Regions from separate parts of the Mus musculus genome. Here all the other regions are linked to region 3. A link is a contact called in public Hi-C and capture Hi-C data. All regions are on one chromosome and are shown on one strand. Each heading gives the region's core, a stretch centred on a gene start, on an enhancer-like site or on the middle of the called end of the contact. The rest is flanking DNA. Distances are from core to core; before and after follow the strand shown. Region 1 overlaps Efna5 (ephrin A5). Region 2 overlaps Fbxl17 (F-box and leucine-rich repeat protein 17). Region 3 has its middle 17 kb from the start of Gm34230.

Region 1 (3,107 bases), core at 247-2,746, 390 kb after region 3:
AGAGACTGGGGAAATAAGCCCCTTATTTTCCACTGTGTAGAAGTACATTTGGGATCTTTAATTCACAGAAGAAGTCAGTTTATTCAATAGCCAAGGAAGCTCATGTCACTGTCTGTGCACTGGTGAGACACTGCTCTAGTGTTTCTTAATGTGTCGTCACGGGCTTCTATGTAGTTTCTCTGATATGCTCTGCAATAAGTTAATGTCCTAGGTTCAGCTTTCTTAGTTAAAAGTCTGAAAAGCCTCCATTAAACAAACAGAACCCCCAAACCCTTATTGAGACAATTATACATTTGACACTGCTTTGACCCTGCATATCTTGAACTAGCATATTGACATCAGTCGTTTTCATGTGGTACAACAAGCTCACAAAGTTTGAAGAAGTTAAGTTTATCTCAACTCAGATGAGTACAATGGTAGTTCTCCCACTGCCTCTCATGACTAACGGGTAACCGGGGGCTTTGTAAGGAACTGGAGTCAGCTGCTGCGTGTACTGTATTTGTGGCATGTGCGCTTGCAGTGGAGGCCCATAGGGAAGCAAGGCCATTTCCTGGATCAAACCAGAGTGCAAAGATATTGTGCCCTAAATAACACACTAGTTACCGCTAATGTCAGTAGGGGGAGTTTTCCCAACTTTGATTTAATGGGAGCCTGTGGCCAAGCCAGCTGTTAACAGTTCTTAGCTGCCTGTCAGGAAGAGCAGGATAGATGCAGAAGGCCAGAAGCATCTTTTCTCCATATTCTGTCTCAAGAGTTCCAGCAGGTGTTGAGTAGTGACAGTGGTGGTCCTTTAGTATCTGATGTCCTTTAGCTGTTGGATGCGTGTGTTCTGCAGGAGATTTGCATGGGCCTGTAACTCCATAAATGAGGACGCTCATGCAGAAGTTTGTAGCTCCACTCTTGCCTCAAAACGAACATTTTTTTTTTCTGAGCTCCTCATGAAGAATAACAGGAAGGTAGAAGAGAAGAGGAGGCGTACGAAATGCTGGCTCTCTCTCTCTTTGTCACTTTCAGGATTCCCCAACTAATTTTAAGCCATGTGCATTTTGATTGATGTCAGCTGCTTTGCTGAACAAAGAAACCACTTGAAGCAGGGAAGAGAGTATGTGGCCTTCGTTTCTGTGATTTTTTTTTTTGTTGTTGTTGTTCCTAGACAACATTAGTAAACACATGTGGCTGTTGATGGTCTGACTGCCCGTCAGGGTCCCTTTGGCATTACTCGGCAAGTGTACCAAGTGGAGATAATCTTTAAAAGTAGGGAAAGTATATGATCTTATCCCGAGGAGAAGAAAGTCTCTTCCTCAGATGATGTATAACTTGAAACATGTTGTCGTGTCTTTGTTAACCCTAATTTTATTAATTCCATCCTTCTCTGTGGAAAATTAAGAGAAGATAAACATGCTGATAGAACACGGTGCTTTCTCAATAGCATATTGTGCTCACAACAGCACTGCGGAGTCGCCGGGTTCAGCCAGTCATATAGAAGAAAGCACAGCCAAATTCCCCAGTAAAACCTCTAATTGAATTACCTGCTGCGGAGCACTGACAGACAAGCTTTCAGGACAGACAAAGCTCTGCTTTCCCCAGCAGAAGTAGGTCAAGTTGAAGTCCGCCTTGTAACTGTCTGTTACGGGTTTTGACAGCACTCTCACTGTGGGGCTCTGCTGGGCTCTTTTTTTTTTTTTTCCCTGTGGTTGAGGAGCTGTTCCTGAAGCAAGAGAGTTCAGGCATTATCCCTCCCGATTTAGAGAAAATTGATAGCAGATCAAGTGAAAGGGGAGTGAGTGACTTTGAAATAGAAGTCCTAAGCATTTTCCTATAGATTACCACATTCCTGCATGATTCTTCCTTTATTGTTTTGGGGAAAAAAAAAAAAAGATGGGAATATGAGAGTCGCCTTCCTATAGCATTTAGCTCAGTCTGGAAAGTATTGTTTGTTTTAACTTCAGGACAAGACGCAGACAAGTGTATATCCCGCAAGAGTTTGAGTAGAGCATTTATTCGCATGTGTAAAACAAAGAGTAATGAGTTGTTATTCTCTCCTTTTTCTTCTGCCCTCTCTCTTTGCCTCACCCACAGCCTCTGCAATCCCAGACAACGGAAGAAGGTCCTGTCTAAAGCTCAAAGTCTTTGTGAGACCAACAAGTAAGTTCTAGAAAGAGCTTCTGAGGGTCCCCCTCACTGCGCATGCTCCATCCTATGGTCTGGTTCACAGCGGTAAAATTCTGTTTCATTCTGTTTTATCTATTTATTTTTACTGTCGAGACGTGTGTGGTACCTGTTTTGTATATCCACATCCATGTTTGAGTTTTCCATCATATTTTTTTTCCTCATTCCTCATGATGCTTTTTTATTTCGTGTATCGAAGGACCCAGCAGTTGCTAACTTGTTGTTTCTCAGACTGTTGTCCATGCACACAGCAAACGGGAACGATACTGGCATGTGGATACATGCCATGGATTGTAATGAAACAATCTCTACATTAATAAAAGGAAACGATAGAGAGAAAGAAAAAAAAAGAGGAAGTGGGAGTTTAAGGGTGTCTTCACTAACATATTTGGCTGTTATCTCTATTTTCGTTATAGATAGCTGTATGAAAACTATAGGTGTTCATGATCGTGTTTTCGATGTTAACGACAAAGTAGAAAATTCATTAGAACCAGCAGGTTAGTATGCTTAGAGAATCTCTTGTTAACCAACGCATCTCTCTCCGGTGCCTTAGTCCTGGTTTTCCTTTCTTCCTTTCTGCATGCGTGCATGCGCCCGTTGTTTCTGCTTCTGCCCATTGCTAGCCGCTTGCTAATATTACTTATCTTCTATCTCATTCCTCCAGTATTTTTGTGTAGTGCATGCTAGATAGAGTACAACTTTTCTTTCTTGGACATGGGTCCCATTGGAAGCAGTTATTCTAATATAGAAGCCCTAAATACTAAAATCCCACTGTCTTCTACCACAGCCTCACGTGTGTCAATGGATCACAGTACATATAAAGCCAGTTTTCATACAAGACAGAAAACATTTCTACTGTACATGTTTATGAAACTTTCTTTATTTTTCTTAATACCATATCCAAATCCGTGGATAAAAGCAGTAAGATGACTGCACAA
Region 2 (3,118 bases), core at 184-2,683, 360 kb before region 3:
CCTTGGGAGGCTCTCTACAACCTAAGGAAAATGCCCAAACTCCTGAGCTCTCTACAACCTAAGGAAAATGCCCAAACTCCTGATCGTTTCCTGACCCTAGTAACATTAGGAGAAGTTGAAAACAAAGCACTCACTTTAAAAAGTGCTTATGCTTGAAAATATGAACCATTTCTTAAAGGAACACAAAATGGATTTTTCTTCAGTCGATTTAACATAAGTAACGGAAAACATGATCATTCATGCAGCTAACTCAATTTTGTCTTCCTTTTCTTGTTTATTCAGAGACCAGAAATGAAAGATGAACTTTGTTGCCTTTTTAAGTTTCCAAACAGCTGGTCACTTTTAGTGTCTTGTTCTAAGAATAGAGTGTTCTGGTTTAGAGGGTGATGCTATCTTTAGTCATAGATGACCACTTCATTTGTTTCTGATAAGTTATATGTGCCTGAATGATATTTTGAAATGTAGAAACTATGTTCTTAGATTGCTTTGAGGAATGCCCTAGTGCATATCACACAGTGCGTACTGGAAAGGCATTTGCTGGCTTGTTAGGGTTTCCATTCTAAGACAAAAGCCGACTGGGAGACAATGGGTTCTGTAGACCTGGTAAGATCGATTAATTGACTTTTTTCCTAAAAGTTTGCAAAGGGCAGCAAACTATTTATCACAGTCATCCAAGCTAATTGCACGACTGCTGAGTAGCCACACTGGGCAAGTCACCTCGGCTGTCTGCCTTGATTTCCTCCCATGCAGTCGGGTGATGATGTAATATTTATTTTCATTATATAAGGAAGAGTACTTAGCATTTACAGTAAGACAAATTATAAAATTGGATAAAACAAATTACTTTATTGTGACCTACAGAGGTTTTGTAGAACTCTAGTTCTAGCTGCTGTTTCATTTGAAAGTGTAAAATAAAATTTAAGTCAAACATTACTTAAAACTTAAAGCCCCACTTTCTACCCAGTGTCCTCCCTGAGGAAAGGTAAGATTAATAACTGTGTGTGCTCCTAAGCCTGTGTGCTGTGGTCCCATTTCCTGCTCATCCCTTGAAGATGTTTAATGATTTCAACTAACACACTGAGCTGCTGAAATAGTCTTTAAAAATTATTTACAATGAGTTTTTCTACACTGCTACACTAACAGGGATATAGTGTTCTAGCTTATTTTTATTTTCCAAGTCAGTGTCTGGCCTTTTCTTTCTCCAGTCAGGCGTAGTAACTCTTCACATCTGCTCTTTGGTCTGTGTTGGGTGGTGACACCTGCTGTGGAACCCTCTCCACATTTATGCCTCTGTCCCTCACGCTCTAGCTATATGTATTTGTTTGTGCTACATTTTCACTTTAGCCACAGAAATAGCAAGATGTAGCAATGTGACACCAGCAAAATAAATGAGGTCATCTTCTAGTTGACCGACCTGGGGAAGTCCCAGTGAGTGAAGTGGACAAATGAGTTCTTCCGTGGCTCCCTCCTTTGAAAGAGTTGTTGCTTCCGGCTTAACAGAAGTATATAAAGAAAATGAGAAGAGCTGACAGGGCTTTGTGAAAGGGCTTTGCCTAATTCTGGTGTTGGGCTTTAAATGCTATTTTACTGAGCGATGGCGTCTTCTTCCACTCCTTGGGTTTTCACCACACACTTGTTTATAAGTTGTGAGTGTCCTTGCAGACACTCTTACGAAGAGGATTTCAATGTCACTTCATTTGTCCTCAGACACTTGTGCTCAGTCTGTATCCAAGAATGGACTGTGTGAGATGTTACTTCCATTCAGTTTTGTTCTTTAAAATTAGTTGATACAGTTGTGATGAAAATGTTATTTGTGGATCAGTGTGATTCAATTACATTTCTTTTGTGGCTTATAAAATAGTGATGTTGACATACATGAGGTCCCATTTATAAATCAGCAGATCAGACTGCTTCAGTAAAGAAATCAGACTTGGGGCTCATTGATAACAACCTAGTAATTTAGTCAGAAAATAAGTATTAAGAAAAGGTGAACGTGTTTATTTCTTTCAAGTAAATGTTTATTGTGAAGAATCTAATTGTTTTAAAACAATTTATTAAAACATTGTTAATTCTAGTGATGATCTGTCTTAATAGTATTCTGTTTTTAATTAACTGTCTCATTTTTTAAGCAATACATTTATTGCCCTGGGCTAGCCTTGTGAGCTTCAGGGAAGCGCTGACGTGCATCCTGGCTACATATGCATTCATAAATTATTCACAGTGCATGCCATGATGATTTTAAGGCACAGAGAACCCAAAGGCTCTTGTATTTCTTGTAATTGTAACAATGGTTTATAATGGCTGTCTAGAACATACTCCAACAGTGTAAGAGAGTTCCTGGATACCGGGAAGAACCCTGACTGTTGTGCCTTTTTCATTCTTTGAAAATGGGAATGACTTTTCCTTAGCTTCTCCGTGTGAGTCAGACAGCCTTACTTGGAGTAGGTTGTCCAGAACGTGCACGTGAAGCATCAATACGTTGGCCTCTATGTCCTTATCCATTACTTCCCACAGTGATATCTGGGTTTTAGTTTGGCTCCAAGCTCCCCATCGGTCCGGGACAGTAAGATGGAGCACAGTGGAGAACCCAGAAGACAGTTACACGCCATGAGTTTGTGCTTGGCAGCCAAGGGGCACCGCAGTCATTACACAGAAGCTGCCGGCCACAGGCTCTACCATCACAGACCTCGTGAGTTGGTTGTAGCACAGCAGGTGATTGCCAGTCCTCCTCCCTCCTACCAACGTAAGGAGCAGCTTCTCAAGGGAGCTGGAGGAAGTGCTTGCTGACTGTGTTGATCAGGGTTCCTTGTGTCAGGACGGAATTGCCACTCAGTCTTGGATTTTAACAATGGAACAAATGCCCCGTGCCTGAGGGAGCTGCTCGAGTTGTAACTTTCATCAGGCTCAAAGAGGAAACGAGACATGGCTAGCACGGTGGGTTTTAGCAGAATACAACTATACTCTTGCAAGTATTCCTGCTTCTGGGTTATGTATGAGCTTCCTTCAGATAGACTGCAACATTGTTGCTGCTGCTGTTGTTGTTGCAAACTCCCACCCTCTTCCTTTCTTGCCTTTTGCTTTGTGCTGATCCTAGGCATGCTTGCCTTTAGAGTCCCCC
Region 3 (3,062 bases), core at 265-2,764:
ACTCCCTAGAAATAATGCTAAAGCTGGACAAGGTTGCTTTCCTGGAAATGGGCGACGGCTGATTCGTTTTATCCCCAGCTACGCTTTATCTGTCCTGAGACCATGCCTTTATACCCTTCCTCCTCAGAGACTGCTTCCTGGGAACTCTGCCTGTTAAGACGGAAATCCAGAAAGGGCATTTTCATCTGCTTACAAGAGTAGAGGGTGGGAAGCTCACGGAAGACCCTTGTTTTTTTGGCACTCGACACATTTCATTTTTTAATTATCACTCTGCTCCCCAGAGTCAGAATCTACCAGAATAGCCCAAACAAGTTCCCCAAATTATATGCCCAGGCTACCCCCCTAGAGTGCCAGGCTACCCCCCTGGAGATACTACCCCAGATCATCAAGTCTAGGGAGGGAGCCAGTGAGTTTTGACCACTCTCTGGTAGATTTGGAAGCATGGCCTGTATAGAATCCTGGAAAAGAAAAATAGCTATTCTTTCTTGAGTCATTATTTTAATTCTTATACCCGAGACAATGCCTGAAATATATATGCTAACAACCAAAACTGTTGAATTAAGGAGTCAGTTTTCTATGGACACAGGAATAGTTCACAATAAGGCCCTACAACGCTGGCCCCTTTGCTTTAGACACTAGCATCGCTGGGGCGATTTTAAATGCACACTCAAGAAAACAAAATCAATTGTCTTAGCAATATCTTAATTATCACTCCTTTGGCAATTTTTTTTTAGCCTCTTAAAATTCCTCTCAGTTGAAGGCAACGAAAATAAAACCACCCGAACCTGCACACTAATGGCCTCTCCTAATAATTTCCCCACCAACGTCTAGCACACACCCTTCCCTGCCATCCTGCACTTCAGAGTCCTATGCGCAGGGTAGATGATGGATGTGCATATGTGTCTCTGGTTGTAATGAACACATCCATTATAAAAGCAATAGTAACTGCAATGGGAATTATGTGCTTGGTGAAGACATCTCTAGTGCCTTGTAAACACCTCAGCCTTCTGGCAGCTCCCCTCTGGGCCTATTTACTGCCTCTACTATGCAAGGTAGCTACTGTCTAATTATACACAACTGGCCTGGTTAATCCTGCACCATAATAATTAAAAACAATTCATATTTTTTTCTTTTACTTTCTTTATTAACTTTAAACTTTTAAAAGCTCCAGAGGTCCCTATAGAATCAAGAGCTTATTAAAATATCAAAACGGGTGAGCCTTTTTAAGTGCATATTATTACATTTGTTTTTGTTAACATGACAAGGCCCCAAAGACGCTCCACAGAGCTGCGCAGATCAAAACAAAGGCGTTGTAAGAGAATCTGGATGGCCTGTGCAATGTCACCCAGGGCTGTAGAGAAAACAGTTGGCTCCAAGGAGCGTCCCTCAGCAGCAGTTCAGATGGGAAGAGCAATGGCAAGGGAGAGAGAAGGCAGCTGGGCATTTATTCAACCTTGACTGCTTGCAGCCTGTGGCCTCCCAGCTATCCCCCAGGGAGGTTCAACTGGGCTCTGGGGCTTGGAGTTACCTTGGTTACATTGCCTGTGGCGCCTGGTGTCAGCTGCAGCCTGTAAGACACTATAGGGAGAGGGTGGAGAAGGAAAGAAGAGGAGGCATCCTTCCAGACCCCCAGGCTTCTGAAAGACTGAGAAAACTAAGTGAAGGAAGAGACCCTTGGCTTGTGGGAAAATAAAAGTTGTAACTCTCACTGACGAAAAGCCGCGTGTGTATTCCGAAGACGGTAGATGTGACGAACATCTCCATGCTTCCTTCCCCAGACCACAGATGACACAGCGGGAGAGAGCAGGCCCTGGTCCCTGTGTCCCTGGCTGCCCTGCCGTAAGCCTCCCCATGCTCTTTGAAATTGGTTTCTTGCTTCATTACCTCGCCTTCTAAATGTGGGAGGTGGCGAGTTGAAGCTGAGCGAGTTGAAGCTGAGCTGTGTGCACCTGGTTTGTATGAGCTAGCAACTTCCCTGTCTCGTGTCCTGAAGGCCTCCTCAGGTCAGCCCAGGTAACACTTGTCCTTAAGTGCCAAAGTGAGTTTTTATTTTTATTTTTTTTTGTTCCCCATATGAAAAAGGGAATCCACACATTCTGTGAAGTATCATAGCAATAAACTCATGGTTGAAAAAACTGGAGAAAGTAGATTCCCTCGCTTACCCGTTCTGACTAATGAGCAGTAAGTAATTTTAATTGGTCTCAAGAAGCCAAGGAAGAGTGCGAATCCACATAGGCCTCACAGAGGCAATTACTACGCGGAGCAAAGAGCTCCATATTGAGGACTTCTGGGGTCAAGCGTGAGGCTAGGTGTTTTACAAATATGTAATCTCCTCATTGAGCTGGGGAGTTCTCTGTTACTCTAATTCAAGTCCCTGGCACAGAGACTGCATTTAGTACATACTTCTTAGACGGATTAACTCATTTATAATCCCATAGTAACATCATGTGGGCATTAATATTCCCGTTTAGCAGATACAGAAAGCAGAGAGTGGAAACTTATCCAAGTCCTCCGCTCAAGCCTCTTCCCCTTAGCTGTGAGGGGACTGCACTGCCCTGAGCCCCATTTGACTCGCCCCCACCCCCTCTCTAGTTGTTCCTTTCCCCACCTCTTCTTTTCAGAGCACCTATCTCTCTGACTTTATTACCTTGCTGCCTCCACGAACCCCATAGCATTAAATATTGGCTTCCTTCCCATTCACATTCCAGCGCAGACATCTCCCTCCTGGTCCAAAATTTGTACATCCAACATCTCTCACATCCCTTTGGAGTTCTATTGGAGATTACAGACTCACTATGTTGAAAATTAAATCTTTGATATTCCATTATCAAATATCCCTCCTCACGTGCTGTGCTCTCCAAAATAACAACTTCCTCTTTCCCATCACACAAGGCTCAAGACCATGACATCTGTCCATCACCCCTGTCTAAGTTAGGGTTTTACTGCTGTGAACAGACACCATGACCAAGGCAACTCTTATAAGGACAATATTTAATTGGGGCTGGTGTGCAGGTTCAGAAATTCAGTCCAGTATCATTAAGGTGGGAACATGCCAGCATCCA

Evidence for each region. Hi-C and Micro-C count contacts between places; a contact is called where the count stands out from the background. Capture Hi-C pulls out chosen DNA fragments and counts their contacts.
Region 1: a contact with region 3 is called in a Hi-C map of the N1E-115 cell line, with 4 times the contacts expected there. The contact joins two enhancer-like sites. A contact is called at or near these places in 2 of 484 Hi-C or Micro-C datasets (the N1E-115 cell line and granulocyte-monocyte progenitors).
Region 2: a contact with region 3 is called in a capture Hi-C map of embryonic stem cells, with 2.7 times the contacts expected there. The contact joins two enhancer-like sites. A contact is called at or near these places in 1 of 115 datasets of contacts at active chromatin or transcription factors (large pre-B cells) and 1 of 9 other capture datasets (embryonic stem cells).

Annotation. Positions count from the first base shown.
Region 1 is chr17:62,612,875-62,615,981 of GRCm38.p6, reverse strand. It overlaps Efna5 (ephrin A5), which reads left to right. Exons shown (of 5, transcript NM_207654.2): 3 at 2,080-2,145; 4 at 2,586-2,666. Among named protein-coding and RNA genes, the nearest start is that of Gm25800, 160 kb to the right of the region's middle. Within about 2 kb of position 1,496, at least 12 of the 459 cell types and tissues checked have an H3K27ac peak or open chromatin away from gene starts, as enhancers often do. A contact at or near this core is called in the N1E-115 cell line, where this site is marked.
Region 2 is chr17:63,368,381-63,371,498 of GRCm38.p6, reverse strand. All of the region lies in intron 5 of Fbxl17 (F-box and leucine-rich repeat protein 17), which reads left to right. Among named protein-coding and RNA genes, the nearest start is that of 4930405O22Rik, 57 kb to the right of the region's middle. Within about 2 kb of position 1,433, at least 35 of the 459 cell types and tissues checked have an H3K27ac peak or open chromatin away from gene starts, as enhancers often do.
Region 3 is chr17:63,006,868-63,009,929 of GRCm38.p6, reverse strand. No RefSeq gene overlaps it. Among named protein-coding and RNA genes, the nearest start is that of Gm34230, 17 kb to the left of the region's middle. Within about 2 kb of position 1,514, at least 47 of the 459 cell types and tissues checked have an H3K27ac peak or open chromatin away from gene starts, as enhancers often do. A contact at or near this core is called in the N1E-115 cell line, where this site is marked.